Linked DNA regions of Ovis aries: region 2 is linked to region 1. A link is a contact called in public Hi-C data. All regions are on one chromosome and are shown on one strand. The core of a region is the stretch at or near the end of the contact, and the rest is flanking DNA. Distances in the headings are between cores, read along the strand shown. Region 1 overlaps CABP7 (calcium binding protein 7). Region 2 has its middle 19 kb from the start of HORMAD2.

Region 1 (3,694 bases), core at 716-3,215:
GGTGCTCACAGAAGGTGTCATAGAGCAGCCGCTTCAGCTCGTCCACAGTCAGCTTCTGCATGTCACACTTGGTGGGGGGGACACGGTGCTCTGGCTGCGGCCACCACCGCCAACCGCCCCACCCAGCCCCTGCGGCCACACAAACCGGTGACAAGCCTCTAGGTCCCGGAGGGCTGGGAACCACTCACCCCTCTCCTTGAGTCCTCGACCAACAGTGGCCTCCCCAGGGGAGCCCTTGGCCCAGCGGACAGAAGCCTGGAGGCGTCACTGCCCCCACTTTGCAGCACGGGCCCGACCCTTCAGTGGCCCCAGTACAGCCCTCCAGTGAGCCAGGGCATACCTTCCAGAAGACAGTGTCAAAGTCAGTGCCGTGGAACTTCTCTGGGATCCCCGAGGTGGAAAGCTTGGGTCCCAAGAGGGTCACAAACTCCTCAAAGTCCACTTGGCCGTCACCTGGAGCAGGCAGAGCTCCAGTCAGCTGGCAGGCTGCACCTGGGCACTGCGGGCCAGTGTGCGGCCCAGGAAGCCCCTCCTCGGAGCCTCACACGCCAGGCTCTGGGCTGACGCTGAAGCCCCCAAATGTGTGGAGGCCCCACCTGACAGGTGTGTGTGTGGGGGGGTGCAGCAGGCGGGCCTTGAGTGGCCTTGCCCGTGGGAGACACGTTTCACCCCGAACCCTGCTCCCCGGAGCGGGTGTAGGGCCAAACATCCTCCCCACCACACACAGGAAACGAAGTTCAGGATGGGGGACCACTGGCCCAGGTGGGCACGTGCTATCTGTGTGGAGAGGGGACCTGGGAGGGGCCAGAGTAGACTGGGAGGAGAGGACTGGGCCTTCCTGGTGCTTACGAGTTTTTCCTTCACTGAAAGCCAGATGGCATATACAACTAATGATTCTTTTTTCTTTTTGGTGATGGGAACTGGAATATTTCGTATTAATATATTGTTGCTTAGTCGCTCAGTCGTGTCCGACTCTTTGCAATCCCATGGACTGTAGCCCACTAGGCTCCTCTGTCCATGGGATTTCCCAGGCAAGAATACCAGAGTGGGTTACTATTCCCTTCTCTAGGGGATCTTCCCAACCCAGGGATCGAACCCCCATCTCCTGCCTTGTAGGCAGATTCTTTACCACTGAGCCACCAGGGAGGCCCATTTAGTAGAGACATTCTTACTTTTCTGTACTTTAAAATTTTCTTGGGGACTTCCCAGTGGTTAGGACTCCTTGCTTCCACTGCAGGGGGTACGGATTAAACCCCCGATTGGGGAACTAAGATCCCACAAGCTACAGCACAGCCAAAAAAAGAAAATTCAGAGGTACAGGTCTCCAACTTCTTGGGTGTAGCTGGGGCTGTCACACTCTGTCTGGCCTCAGTTGTCCAGCTGAGAAGTGGGGCCAGACCCAGCTGCAAACTGCCATGGGCTTGGGGCCGACCCGAAGTGGTGAGAGTGACGGGACCCCTGTGAGCTCAGTCCTGGGGGCTCAGGGTCCAGACTCGGCTCCCCAGCCCCCTGCAGGTGAGGGGTGAGGGAACAGGCAGGGCGCAGCTCACCGTCCATGTCCAGCCTCTGGATGATGACCTCCAGCTCCACCTCGTTGGGCATGTAGCCCAAGGAGCGCATGGCCGTGCCCAGCTCCTGCTTGGAGATGAAGCCGTTGCCATCACGGTCGAAGACTTTGAAAGCCTCGCGGATCTCTGGGGGAGGGGCAGGGCCAGTCAGGACCTCACCCCTGTCCCCAGGACCCCAGACCCCACCACCTGAGCGCAGGATGGAGGCTGTGCCCCCCACCCCCGACCGTCGCCACCCTCTGGGACCCCGCAGGTCTGGTCAGAGACAGTCAGCGGGTGGCCCAAGAGTTCACTACAGCGCTGCCTCCCTGGAGCTCCGGGCAGGCCAAGCTAGCAGCAGTGGAGCCGGGGCGGCGGCGGTGACGAAACCGCCCCGGGGTCTCGGGCTCCCAGAGCCTCTCCAGGCGTGCTCACAACGACCCCGTGTGGCCGGCACCACGGAGCCCGCTGTGCAGGGGAGGACTCCGGCGAGGAGCCGGTCCTCCGTGAGCTGCCGGAGGCTTCCCGCCCACCCCCGCTCCTCCCATCCTCCCCCCATTCCTTCCACCCTCCCCCCCATCCCCATCACACTTCCTCCCCAGGCTCAGCTCGTTAACACCGGTCAGCACTCGTTAATGGCGGCCGCGAGAGGCAGCCGCAGCTCCGGGCTAACAGCTGGGCGCAGACTGTCTCCTGGAGCCCAGGATTTGGGGGAAGACAGGATGGATGGAGGCGCCTCCGCAGGCCTAGGCCAGGCTGAGATGTGGGGGTCACTCCCCCGCGACCACCACATGGTATGGAGAGGGAGACAGCCCTGAGGAACCTGGGTGACTCAGGGGTGGAGAGCAAGGCACAGGGCTGGGAGCCTGAGAACAAGAAACTCAGAGTGACCTTGGACCAGCCTCAGTCTTACCCACAGGAAAATGGGCAGTCGTGGTGTGACATTTTACCAAAGATATCCAGGAACAGTGGAGGGTTGAAGGGTTCTAAACTCTCCCGGTTCACCTTCCCACCTCTGTCTCTGGGCTTGCCGTCCCTTCACTGTTACTCAGCTCCAGAAGGGTCCTACAGAGCACCTCCCATTGTGGGGAGGGGCTCTCAGTCCCCTCTCACCCCCTCGGCTCAGGTTCCCGGGGGCTCCTTGTTCAGTTCGCAGGCGGAGGGGAGCTCACGCGTGCAGGTGTATTTGGAAGGACAGGCGTACTGCACACCTGGAAAGTGAGGTCTAGGAGGCTAGGTGGCCAGTGCGGGGGTCTGTGAGCCCCTGAGACTGACCATGGGATCCTGCACCTTGGGGTCAGCCCCTGATTCTGCTGGACCCACTAGAGCCCAGAGAGGGTGGCCATGTGTCCCAAGCCACACAGCAAGGCGGCTGTGGCCGAAGCCCCAAACTTCATCAGGTTCATCCCACCTGGCATCTGCCTGAAGGTTCCAGTTGCCATGCAGGCCAGGACAGTGTCCACAGGCCTCACCTGAGCTGCCTAGGCCCCCAGACCCTCTGACTCTGGACTGCCACCCCCTCCCCAATCCTAGATAGGGCCTGAGAAACCAGTCTCGTAACCAGTGGCTGCTTGGCCAGAGGAGCAGCTTGGAAGGGAGAGCTGAGCCAGGCCAGGGGCTCCTGTAAACCCTGGACCGGGGGAACCCCAGGCCAACGCCCACCTAGAGTTTCCCTGGGCCATTGAGAAGGTCATGAGTCCCCCACCCCCAGAGGAGTGTTAGCAGAGGACCAGCAGTTCCAGAGGTGCTGCGGGGGTTCCAGTCCCCTGGGAGTCCTGGGTGAGAGAGGAAGACACTGGCATTGCAGCCAGGCATTGTGTGCCTGACCCTACACACACACACACACACACACACACACACACACACACACACACACACACACTTGGGTTTTTCGCTGGCTCTGTTGGCCTCCTGACCACACGCGCACACACACACGCACACACACACAGGTTTTTCGCTGGCTCTGTTGGCCTCCTGACCACACACACACACACTTGGGTTTTTCGCTGGCTCTGTTGGCCTCCTGACCACACACACACACTCTTGGGTTTTTCGCTGGCTCTGTTGGCCTCCTGACCACACACACACACACGCACACACACACAGGTTTTTCGCTGGCTCTGTTGGCCTCCTGACCACACACACAC
Region 2 (3,397 bases), core at 632-3,131, 250 kb before region 1:
CGAGTGATCCTTCTGAAGCACAAATCTAATCACGACGGTCCTCTAGCTAAAGCCCTTCACCAATGAGAAATATCAACACTCACCTTGTTTTATGAGTTAATAGTGCCCAGCACGCAGTGAACCGGGAAACTGAGGCCCAGGAGGGGTCGTGTCACCCCCAAAGCCAGGTACTTAATGGTAGAACCAACCCGGGTCGCAGAGCCCCGGGGAACACTCCTCTCCTTAGGTGCCTCCACAGCCTGTTTAGGTTACAGAAAATAAATGAGCACCCTCGGCAGAAGCACCCCCGCAGGCTGTGGCGGAAGGTCCAGCCGTTCACACCTGCAGGCTGTGGCGGACGGTCCAGCCGTTCACCCCCGCGGGCATGTTGCGTGTATCCACCCAGACGGACACTCGAGATGGCTGCTGACCGAATGGGGAAAGGTGCGGAGATTGTATGCAGCGGAATCCTGTTTGCACATAACTAACGATGTTGGTGAGTGACAGCAAGAGGTCTGGAACAATACCGAAGGAGGGGCATTTGGCAGAACTTTCACTTGTTAACATATACCTTTGTTGCTAGAGTTTTGTGTTTTTTTGTGTGTGTGTGGGGGGGGTTCATCTTGTTTTATTTACAAGGAGCATAAATCTTGTTTCTAGCTAAAAAGAAACTTCTAACAGCCCTCCGCTGGCCCTCAGGATCCGTGTCCAAACTCCTTACTGAGGCCCCTCTTGATCCGCCAGCCTCCAGGCTTCCTCCCCGACTCCAGCTCCCAGAGCTCCGGGGCGCTCTGCCCTCTGGGCTGTGGGCTTCCTGTTCCCTTTGCCTTTCTTTTCTTTTCTTTTCTCTTCGTGGGGCTGCTTCTGTTTATCCTCCAGGGTTGGCCCTTCCTGACATACTTTCTTCCCTAGAGATCGGCAGCATATTGCCTTGCTTTCCTTTTTCCTCTCCTTCCTGGCCTGCTTTGCCAGCTCCTTTCTTCTCCCTGGCCTTTGGCTCAGTCCTCGGCCACCTCTTTTCTCGGGGGTGAGCGAGAAGGTGCCCATCCCCTGCCTGCCTTGTCACTGCCTCTCTCCCCCATGTCCAGCCCCAGCCCCCACCTCCCTCTGAGCACGCAAACCCTCCAGCAGGTGGCATGGTCGTCCTTCCCGTGCGCTTCTCCCCTCTCTGCAGGGCAGATACTTTTCTTTACGGTATGGCTGCTCCCTTCTCACCCTGAGCACGAAGGCCCTGTACCTCCTCCTGAAGGTTCTTGAAAACACAATTCCGGTGTTCTCGCTGAAAACCCCTCAGAGGCTTCCCACAGCTCTAGGGACATAGACCGTCCTCTTCGAGCCCAGACTTGGCTTGTCTGAGCCAAGCCCATCCCCCTCCGCCCCCTGCTCTTCAGCCCCACTGGCCTTACAGTGCCTCCCTGCAAAGGGCCTCGCTTCTGGCCCACGGCCCTGCTGGCCTGGCCGCAGTGTGCCCTCTTCGCAGCCTCTCCTGCCCCCGGTTGGTGCCTGGTTACCACCTCTTTCTGTCCACAGAAATCACACTCCTCAGGGAAACCCTTCCTGATGCGGGCTCAGAGCCCTGTCACAGCCCTCCTCAGGGTTTACCATGAAGGTCCGCATAACCCATGGACTCACTAGGTGGAAAGCTCAGGCTGAGGACCCGGCTTATTTCCCTCCCTCCATGTCCCCCAGGTCTAGCAAGGACAGGCACTCAGAAATGTGCAAGTTGAGGGAGAGGAGACGGATGAGAAGAGTTAAGGGGAGAAGTTCCATGGGGTGAAGAACAGCTGAGTATGCCTGGGAGGCCAGCTGCTGTCAGAGCAAGGAATCTGGGCTGTAGTTTGTGAACTGAAGGAGGTCAGCCACGCTCCTGGGGCGGGACAGCTGAATTACATGGATCAGCGCAACAGAGGGTGACAGGATGACCGAGTGCATTCCAGAAGGCCTTCCATAGCCAGTCTGGATGGAGACAGGCTGTGTCTCTGAGCAAAGGAACGTGGGGCTGGATTTTCTCTTCTGTGTGCTCGTCCCGTCGCTCGGGTTGCTGCTCTGGGGAGTGACTCTGGAGGCCTCTCTCTCAGCGGTCCTGGTGCTCCATCCGGTGGCTCATCGGGACGGGCAGGCCCACAGTGCTCACCAGGGGGGCCTCTCTTGAGTGAAGTGTCCAGCACTTTTTCAGTTCATTTCTTCTTTTAAACAGGTGTTCACTAAAGTAAGCAGTGGCCTGCAGCTGTCGGAGCCTGAGTGGCAGGCTCGTCCAGCTTACTGGGCGCAAGCGTGGGCTACACCCAAAGGCTGCTGCTGCAGGGCACCTGGACAGCACGTGGGCCGCCTGCACACCTGAGAGCCGACGGGACCTCAGGAAAGCGGCCCACGATTGCTCGATGATGAGGCTCGGGAGAAGCACTGTTTAGCTGGAGTGAGGCCGTGACAGCACTGCCTGCTTTGGGAGCCAGGCTGGGGCCACCAGCTGCTAGGTTATGCTTAAGCAGACCTCCTTCCCTACCTGTGACTGCAAGGGCAAAGCAACCCAGATGCGCCTCCGCACTAGGCTGTAAAGAAACAATTAACCGCAGTTAATGGCCCGTAATCTGTTGTTTCTGTATTCTGTTCCCTAGGTTCCCTCCTAAGTTATTACCCATGAAGAAGCGTAGAACTGCACATAAAACCGTATTTCATAGAAACAGAGTGGGTGAGCTCTATTTGATCTCCTGCTTTGAAACAGTGGGCCTTCCTAGCTAGAAATGAGGCTCGCTCCCGCAGCTGGGAAAGGCTGCCTGCCACTCAGGGTCGACACCATTACAATCCAGGGACAGGACAGCTAGTGTCAGGACCTAATCCAAGATGAAAACATGGGCCCCTTGTTATATCCAGTAGGAATATATTTGGAACTGCAGTAGAAGCGCATTAGACCAAGACAAGGCCCTCCTGAGCCGTGTGACTGTGGAGGCTGTGCGCACAGAATGTCCTGGGTCCTGGTGGCGGGGGAGGGGTTGGGGGAAGACTCCACCCTGAGGAGCTCAGCACACAAGCAGCTCCTCCCTGGGCGGGGCCTCTACAGCGGAGGGAGCATCAGGAGAGGCCTGAACAAAGCCCGGGGGGCCAGGGGGCAGATGGGGGGCCTCCCAACTCCGATGTGAGGTAGTAGAAGGCTGGAGGGTCAGAAGAGAACTGGAGGCCTTAGGACGCCGGGAGGAGGGGCAGGAATGGGTGGAGAGAACACTGGGATTGAGGCTTGAAGAGAGGGAGTTTCTAGGCATGGGATTACCCCAGTTTTATTTTATGAAGTAGAGTACATCAAGTTTAGATGTTTTTCCCCTCTAAACCTCTCTCCTTCCCCTCATTCTCCACTGCAGTAAATGACCCAGCGGATGCTGTCCGTCCAGCTGGTCAGGGCGGAGCTTGCAGCGCGTCCTGCCCC

What was found. A called contact is a pair of places that touch in the nucleus more often than the background predicts.
Region 2: a Hi-C map of muscle shows a contact between it and region 1, with 2.7 times the contacts expected there. The contact joins two enhancer-like sites. A contact is called at or near these places in 3 of 16 Hi-C or Micro-C datasets (mixed tissues, muscle and tail adipose tissue).

Annotation. Positions count from the first base shown.
Region 1 is chr17:68,869,517-68,873,210 of ARS-UI_Ramb_v3.0, reverse strand. It overlaps CABP7 (calcium binding protein 7), which reads right to left. Exons shown (of 5, transcript XM_027956738.3): 2 at 1,551-1,694; 3 at 341-453; 4 at 1-67. Among named protein-coding and RNA genes, the nearest start is that of CABP7, 7.3 kb to the right of the region's middle. Within about 2 kb of position 1,965, at least 6 of the 54 cell types and tissues checked have an H3K27ac peak or open chromatin away from gene starts, as enhancers often do.
Region 2 is chr17:69,116,940-69,120,336 of ARS-UI_Ramb_v3.0, reverse strand. No RefSeq gene overlaps it. Among named protein-coding and RNA genes, the nearest start is that of HORMAD2, 19 kb to the left of the region's middle. Within about 2 kb of position 1,881, at least 8 of the 54 cell types and tissues checked have an H3K27ac peak or open chromatin away from gene starts, as enhancers often do.